Linked DNA regions of Mus musculus: regions 2 and 3 are each linked to region 1. A link is a contact called in public Hi-C and Micro-C data. All regions are on one chromosome and are shown on one strand. The core of a region is the stretch at or near the end of the contact, and the rest is flanking DNA. Distances in the headings are between cores, read along the strand shown.

Region 1 (2,608 bases), core at 53-2,552:
AGCTGAAGAGGTGGATGGATCCCTGGGGTTTCCTGGTTGGTTAGCCTAGCCTAATTAGTGGGCCCCGGGCTAGTGAGAAATCCCAGCTTTAAAAAAACAAAGTGGATGGTGCAGGTTGACCTCTGACTTCCACAGCCGCTTGTGCATCTGCACACACAAAGAAATTAAAAACAAAAACAACAGCAACAACAAGAAAACAGGGCTGGAGAAATGGCTCAGTGGTTAAGAGCACTGACTGCTCTTCCGAAGGTCCTGAATTCAAAATCCCAGCAACCACATGGTGGCTCACAACCATCTGTACAGCTACAGTGTACTCATATACATAAAAACAAACAAACAAACAAACAAACAAACAAAAAGCAGAGCAAGCAGTGGGCAGTAGATGCTCTTGAGGCCACAACACAGCACACAGAAGCCACAAAACGTTTACTTCTGCGGAATCTGTCTTCAGGCTGCAAGACTTCTTCTGGTTTTTCTATTACACCCTCACTCCTGTCTGATGTGCACTGGCTATTAAAGTTGTTTCCTGGCTGCCAAGCGCAGGGACCACTCCAAGGTGATGTTAGGGTTAAAAAAGAAGACAGGAAATATCAGAGCTTGTATGGGAGTGGGGGCCCTTCCTGGAGAGTAAATAGAGTCGGGCCCAGCCCCAGCCGGCAGGAAGCGACCTGGCTTTGATCCCAGTTCCTGCACTTGGGCGACAGGTGGGTCCCCTGCACTGTCACCAGGAGCATATGTCGGAGCTGTAGGGCTGTGACCATCTGCCTACACTAATCCTAAAGCAAGCAGATTTGCTCCCAACGTCAAGGGAGAAGAAAGGCTACAGACAGGCTCCTGGATGTTCCATTTCTCTAAAATCATGCAGGCTCGGCGATCGGCGTCTTCAAATCTCTGCAGTCCTAAGGCTGCAAAGGCTGCAATGGGGGTCATGCTATGAAGCGGGTTCACGAGCAGACATTTAGGGGTTCCAAAGCAGGGGTAGGGGTGGTGCCCTGTAGGTGTGCAGCAGAGAACACAAGTACAGTCCCCTCTCCCTCCCTCGATCGTCCCAGTTAACGCAGCCAATGGAGGAGAGGGATCGGAAAACTGGGAGCACCTCTGCTCTGTGCCACCCAAATAACATCGATCGGAGTCTCCACGGCCCTTGTCACCGATGTTACGGGGACATCGCGCCGCACTTACCTGTGCCCACGCCCGGTGGGGCGGGTTCCCAGCGGAGGCTTCTGTACTCCTCGGTTTTAGCTACAGTCCGGCCCTCCCCCGGCCTCAGGCTAGAGGGCGGGCCGGAAGCAATAATCAACTCAGCGTTGATCGGCCAGATTCGGAGTGACGCAACTGCCTGGAAGCTCACGATTGGCTGCTGCGCTCAGCCGCAATTTCTCCGGCTCGGGGTGGCGCGCGTGCGCACTCTCGAGGTCGCGCCGGGTCCCGCTAGCCAGCGGCGCTCTGTGCTAGTCGGGAGGAAAGGAGCGGGTTGCTACGTCCCCTCTCAGGACTCCGCGGGTCCCAGCGCGTCCTCACATGCCTGCTTCCTGCGCTCCAACCTTCTCCGGCACGTCCCTCCTTCTTGCCTGAAGCACTTCTCGTCTACACCGGCCTGCACCGCTCCCGAAGCGGAGTCAGGTTTTTTCAGGGTTGGATTTCTTTAGTTGACACAGGAGTCTGTTTTCCAGCCTTCATAAGAAAGGATAGTCGTCATTTCTAATTCTTCATTTCTTGTTTAAAGATTTATTTATTCTTATGTGCCTTGTGCAGTTTGCCTTCTTTTGCCTGCATTCATGTCCGTGTGACGTTGTCAGATCCCCTGGTACTGGAGTCACAGTTGTGAGCTCCCATGTGGATGCTGGGTATTGACACCGGGTCCCCGGGTTAGTGCTCTTAACTGCTGAGCCATCTCTCTAGCCTCTTATTAACTTTTTAGTTTTTAAAAAAATATTTATTTGTATGTGTGTTCCTGTGTGCACGTGCGCAATGCGCTAGGTGCAGAGATCAGAGGACAGCTTTCTAAAGTTGGTTTTTTTCCTACCACCGTGTGGGTCCCAGGGTTCGAACTCAGTACTTCAGGCTTCTCAGCCTTTACCTACTGAGCCACCTCACCGGTAAATTCTGTATTATTTTTTTTAATTAGTGTGTTTTAGATTTTGATTTGTTTATGTGTGAGAGTATAAGCAGATGTATGTGTTGTGTGTAGGGGTGTGTGTACCTGTATATAACCCACACAGGCCTGAAGAGGGCATCCACCGGGTGCTCTCTGCTGCTATTCTGCCTGTTCTGAGGCAAGGTTGCCTACTGTCTTCATTAGGCTGGAATCCAGCAACCCCCTGACACCCCCTGGTTTCTGCTCACCTTGGGGTTAAGGTTAAGTCATTTGCAGGGACACCTGGTGTGTTAAGAGGACGCTGGATCTGATTCTGGTCCTCACTGCAGAGCAGGTGTTCTTAATGTCTGAGCCATCTCTCCAGCCCCTCGTTAGTTTTAGGGGGTCTTTTTTTTTTCTCTCCTTACAACATTTATTTAGTGTATGTGTGTCTGTCTCTCTGTCTTTGGTCAGAGGACAACTTATTGGAATTGGTTGTCTAGTTCTATTGTGAAGCGAGAATCCATATTC
Region 2 (2,608 bases), core at 66-2,565, 91 kb after region 1:
GTTTGGCTACAAAGTCCTTGTCCAGGGAGAATGACTCTTTGTGGCCGCCATGGAGGGGGGTTATCACTTCCTTCTGCAAAGGAGGTAATTACTGTTTGTTCTTAGGCCCAGCAGCCCTAAGGGAACACCCACAGATCACTCAGAAAACTCTGCCCAGGAATGAATGGAATGAGTGAGGACCTCGGGTGACAGGGAAGCTTTCCCCATACATTCTCAGGGAGGGTTTAAGGAGACCCAAATTTGGGTGGACAATAAAAGACACTGTGCATGTACGTGTGTCTGTGTGATTTGTTTGTTATTTCCAAATCACTAATTTCTTGATTCCTGCTGTTAACAGACACATTTGAGGGAAACCATCAATTTCAAGGGGAACTGACCACCACTAAATATACTGGCCAGGCCTGCTGGACCACTATTATCAACTTAGTAACGTTCTCTCCCTTTTTTAAATGTTAAAATGACATAAAACTTTGGGAGGCTGGGCTGTGGGCAGTGCTTTCCATGGTGTGTGTGCATGTGGTGGTCAGAAGACGGTGCCCAGGAACTGGCTCTCTCTTCCCACCATGTGGCTTCCTGGGAGCAAACTCAGGTCCTCAGGCTTGAGGTAAGTGCATCTTGCCAGCCCCTTCTTTCCCTTTTCAGTTAAGGTGTGGCTATGTTGCTCAGGCTAACCTTGAACTGAGGCTCTGAGTGCTGGGACCACAGGCTTGGCTGGAAAGGCCCCTCGGCAGGCTCTTCCTCCCCCCTTGCCTCAGTGACAGTGCAAGAACTCAGATTCTAAAGTCAGACTATCAACTGAGTGAGTGATCTGAGACAAGTCACCTTGCCTCTAGGCCTTGCACCTATGCCCACCACTCAGGCCTACAGTGAGAACTCCTTGGTAACTGTGCGTGAAATGCTGGGCACCCAGTTAACAGCAAGCATTTAGGATGGGTTACTCTACGGAGTGGGTGAGACAGTCTTAGATTGCTTGTTGGGAAAAGTGGGCAGTGTCTACCAGCACTCATGCTAGAGACCGTACAGGTACATGGTGAGAGTAGGTGCTACACACAGTCGCAGCCTTCAGAAGGTTTGTAATTTTTCTCCACCAGTCCCTTAATTTTCAATCACAAGGCTGCAGGACTCACACAGGAAAGCAGCGGCTGAGCAGAGCAGAGCAGAGCAGACCAGACCCAGGAAATGCCCTGGAGTCCATGGTCACGAGATCTCAAAGGTGAGCAATAAAACTCATGGGCAGAAGGAACGGAGAGTCCCCAGTGCTGCTTCCTTTATGCTTGGATTCTTGCCTCTAAAGAGGACTGGACGGGGAAGGACAGCTGTGGTGTTCTGGAAAAAGAAGTGCAATCGGCCTACAGGAACAGGGGACAAGGTGTAATGTATACAAATGCTGGGCAAATGCATACCAGCCCATAGGGTGGGGTGGGGCGGGATAGCCACTCCAAGCAGACACATGCAAAATGCAGAAGCACCACAAATGTCTGCAGGGAACATTTGTGTAATGTCCCGCCCTTCACCTACAACCTCTGAAACCAGATCATTAATGCCAGAGATGCCAGATACCAGGGCTGTGTCCTAACAGCTGCGCCTTCTCCTCTGCGGTCCTTGGCTGGCCACACCAAGGAATCTTTTCTGGCAGCCAGACATGGTCAAGTGTGACCTAACCTGGGTTATGAAGCATAGAGGGATGTATGTGTGCTGGAGCTTCTGGGCTCGGGTTCCTTTCTAACAGGACACTCCTGGGAAGACAGTTCACTTCCTGTATTTGGAGATCATCAGACCGGCGGTTATCTTGGTGACATGAGATGTGTAGAAGACAAGAAGAAAGAGATGGAGTCTGAATCCTTGCTGAGGCCTGACTCAGCAGGCCTCGCATGGAACAATGAACATGCCTATTGCTTCAGTCACCGTAAGCTGGGCATTTTGTTACGCTTAAGCAAAAGCACACTAGCTTATCCACATAGCAGCAGATGAACAGATGCCAGGCGAGAGTGCCTAAACGGAAACTACGGCTAAAACCCCACTCCATCTTCACCTACAGATTCAAAAGACACACTTAATGAAGCATCCGAAATGATTCATGCTCTTACTGCAGTTATACTGTAGTCTCTGTGCTAGGGATGCAACTCAGAGCTCTGCGTGCTAGCCAAGTAGTATACCCCTAAGCTGTACCGAAGTCCTTCATTATTTATTTATTTATTAATTATATGTAAGTTCACTGTAGCTGTCCTCAGATACTCCAGAAGAGGGCATCAGATTTTGTTACGGATGGTTGTGAGCCACCATGTGGTTGCTGGGACTTGAACTCAGGACCTTCGAAAGAGCAGTTGGTGCTTTAACCACTGAGCCATCTCGCCAGCCCCCGAAGTCCTTCATTTAAAAGTTTTCTAATACATGAATACAATGTGTGTGCAGACCATAGGACACATGTGAAGGTCAGAGAACAACTTTTAAGGAGTCAGTTCTCTCCTTCTCCCAAACATGTCTCTGGAATTGAACCCAGGTTGCCAGCCAGCAGCAAGTACATTCACTGCTAAGACATCTTACCAGCCCCAGTCTTTCCCTGTTTTTTGGAGACAGAGCCTCACTCTATGGCCCAGGCTGACCTTGG
Region 3 (2,608 bases), core at 30-2,529, 65 kb before region 1:
GTGCTCCCCGTCACAGCCCCGAGGAAGAGGTGCTGGAAGCAACAGTCTTTTTTCTTTCTGTAGGTGGCCTTGGTTTCTGGCCAGCTAGCAAGTTGGCTTAAGAGTGTCAGGTCTGAAGGGCCTCCTCTGCTTTGCACGCTGGAGTTCAGGCAGTTTGGGGCTGTGTGTGTATGTGATCAGGGCCGCCCCTGGGGGTTGCACAGTTTACTTTGTAGTCTGCTCCATGAATTAGAAAAAGCTTCCTGCTTCAGGCTTTCAAGTTCCAAATTTTCAAAATAGAATTATTTTGGAATAGAGTCAAGAACACCATTCCAGAAGAGGGAGTCAGATATCTTTCTTTCTCACTCTCTGTCTTCAGTGAGAATTGCCTTTGATGCAGGCACTCTTCCTACCTGCCACTTTCTCAGTTAAGCTGGAAGTCAGCGATCCCCTGTGATGTTGTCTCTGCCTCACCTCAGGTGGGGTTGCAGGCATGAGCAGGACACCGGGTGTAAGACCATAATCCATCCCTCATGCTTATGTAGCAAGTGCTCTTTGGCTGACTTTAAACAGCTCAGCTATCTCTTAATAACCTAAAGATCTGAAAAGGCATACCTGTCTCGAAGAGATGTCTGTGACGTTTATAAGTTCAAAAACAAGTCTTGGGCTGGAGAGGTGGCGCAGGTTCACACTGCTCCTGCAGAGGACCCAAATTCAGTTCGCAGCACACACCTCAGGCAGCTCACTCCTGTGCGTGACTCCAGCACTAGGGAATCTCACTTCCTCCCCTAGCCTCTGCAGACACACACACACACACACACACACACACACACACACACACACACCTTTTTTTGCTTAAGGAGGGCTAGGATAGTGCTTGCTTACAAACTTAAGGGCCTGAGTTCAATCCCCAGAGCCTACACTAAAAACAAAACCTGAAAATAGTAAGATATTTGTAATCTCAGGGCTGGAAATGGATTTCACTGGTCTGACTGGCCAGCCAGCCTTGTCTCAAAATACAAGGTGGCCAGCACATGAGGAACATTAAAGGTTGTACACACACACACACACACACACACAGGCACACACACACACACACACACACACACACACACACACACAGACACTTACGTCTCTGATCAAAATCACAACATGAAGTTGTCAGAGGCCCCTGGGAAGTGTGTGTAAGGGCTGTTCACCACTGTGTGCTTAAAGATGACAGAGCTGCCCTGACCAGTAGTGCTTTCCTCCTGCTTCCTCAAGGCAAGGCCTCAGCGTCTGGAAAACAAACAAAGACAGATCACATGGCCTGGACGAGATCCAAGCACAAAGCCCAAGGCACAGAACCTTGGAACCATTGGCAGCTGTTACATGCTTTTTAAAGTGACTGCTTCGGGCTGGCTGTGTGATAGCTTAGCTGGTAAAGAACTTACAGGGCCAGAGTTTGACCCCTTGTTTTTTATTTATTTAATTTATTGTCCAAAATATATATCTATCTTGGTTTTTTATGTATATGAGTGTTTGCCTGTGTGTATGTAAGGCCAGACTCACACACTGGCCTCAGAGACCTGAGAGGGCATTGGATCCTCTGGAACTAGAGTTCCAGGCAGTTGTGGGCTGCCATGTGGATGCTGCGAAGAGCCGCCAAGTCTTCTGCAGCCCGAACCCATGTTTTTATGTTTTATAGAAACCCAGTGTGGCATTGTAAGCTTGTAATCGCAGTGCTGGATAGACAGATGAATGAGTGCTGAATGCCTAGCTCACCCAGCTTCCTCAGGGACAGCGAGTACCGATGGCTGGGGGAGTGGCATTGTAAGACTGAGGAGCCACACCCGAGGTTATCCTCTGGCCTCCACATGCACATGTGCATACCTGCATACTCAGATGTCCATACACACTCCTCACGCATGCACACACACACACACACACACACACATGCTGTTTGATGTGAAGGCTCTTGTGGGCACTGTTGTTTAAATTCTTCCTGTGTAGGTGGCCTCCATGTGGCTTTAGTTTAAATTGAGGTTTAGAATGTTGGTTGACTCAGAGGACTTGGTTGAAATAGACCAGTCCACCTGTCTAACCCAAAGTTGTTCTTATGTTAGAAACTGGTCTAGTTAAAATTTGTTTTTACATAATGTTTAAAGAGAGCCTTATCGCAGGGTCTCAGGCAGCCTTCATCTCAGAGGTCATACACACAGTGTGTTCTTAAAGGCCATGTGAACAGCACATGTTGCTGTTACCATTCCACAGGTGACCCAAACAAAGCCTAGTGTCCCTGTCCTCTGCTTTCAAGGTCTCCTGAGCAGCAGGTACTGTCAGGTCACTGAATGAGTGGTGTTTGTACTCAAACTGGCTAAGTAGCCGTCTGATAGCCAGCAGGAGCACAGACCCAGGAGGTAAGGGCAGGAGACTTTTCTGTACACACCTGGTTTGGGTTTTGTTTTCTTTTTTTTACTACTTCCTTCCTTCCTTCTCTTTTTTAAGACCAGGTCTTACTGTGTGAACCCTGAGTGGCCTAGAACTCACTGAGATCATCCACCTTTGCCTCCCAAGGGCTAGGATTATTAACGGTGTACACTGCCATACTCAGCTAAAGAGAATTGTGCATTGTTGTTGGTTTGGGGGT

What was found. A called contact is a pair of places that touch in the nucleus more often than the background predicts.
Region 2: a contact with region 1 is called in a Micro-C map of muscle stem cells, with 7 times the contacts expected there. The contact joins the enhancer-like site here to the promoter of Tecpr1 in region 1. A contact is called at or near these places in 1 of 484 Hi-C or Micro-C datasets (muscle stem cells), 4 of 115 datasets of contacts at active chromatin or transcription factors (the SCID.adh cell line, bone marrow-derived macrophages, embryonic stem cells and 1 more) and 2 of 9 other capture datasets (adipose tissue and liver).
Region 3: a Hi-C map of liver shows a contact between it and region 1, with 2.5 times the contacts expected there. The contact joins the enhancer-like site here to the promoter of Tecpr1 in region 1. A contact is called at or near these places in 2 of 39 promoter capture datasets (pre-B cells and stem cell-derived epiblast-like cells), 2 of 15 datasets of contacts at CTCF or cohesin (large pre-B cells and pro-B cells), 6 of 484 Hi-C or Micro-C datasets (the HPC-7 cell line, female germline stem cell-derived STRA8 germ cells, liver and 3 more), 6 of 115 datasets of contacts at active chromatin or transcription factors (the 230-238 cell line, the SCID.adh cell line, effector CD8 T cells and 2 more) and 1 of 9 other capture datasets (pancreatic islet).

Annotation. Positions count from the first base shown.
Region 1 is chr5:144,222,313-144,224,920 of GRCm38.p6, forward strand. Tecpr1 (tectonin beta-propeller repeat containing 1) reads right to left here and starts at 1,303. Exons shown (of 25, transcript NM_027410.2): 1 at 1,183-1,303.
Region 2 is chr5:144,313,721-144,316,328 of GRCm38.p6, forward strand. The region is part of intron 3 of Baiap2l1 (BAI1-associated protein 2-like 1); the gene reads right to left. Among named protein-coding and RNA genes, the nearest start is that of Gm15708, 38 kb to the left of the region's middle. Within about 2 kb of position 1,316, at least 37 of the 459 cell types and tissues checked have an H3K27ac peak or open chromatin away from gene starts, as enhancers often do. A contact at or near this core is called in muscle stem cells and pancreatic cancer cells, where this site is marked.
Region 3 is chr5:144,157,557-144,160,164 of GRCm38.p6, forward strand. The region is part of intron 7 of Lmtk2 (lemur tyrosine kinase 2); the gene reads left to right. Among named protein-coding and RNA genes, the nearest start is that of Bhlha15, 31 kb to the right of the region's middle. Within about 2 kb of position 1,280, at least 113 of the 459 cell types and tissues checked have an H3K27ac peak or open chromatin away from gene starts, as enhancers often do. A contact at or near this core is called in liver, pancreatic cancer cells, pancreatic islet and 2 more, where this site is marked.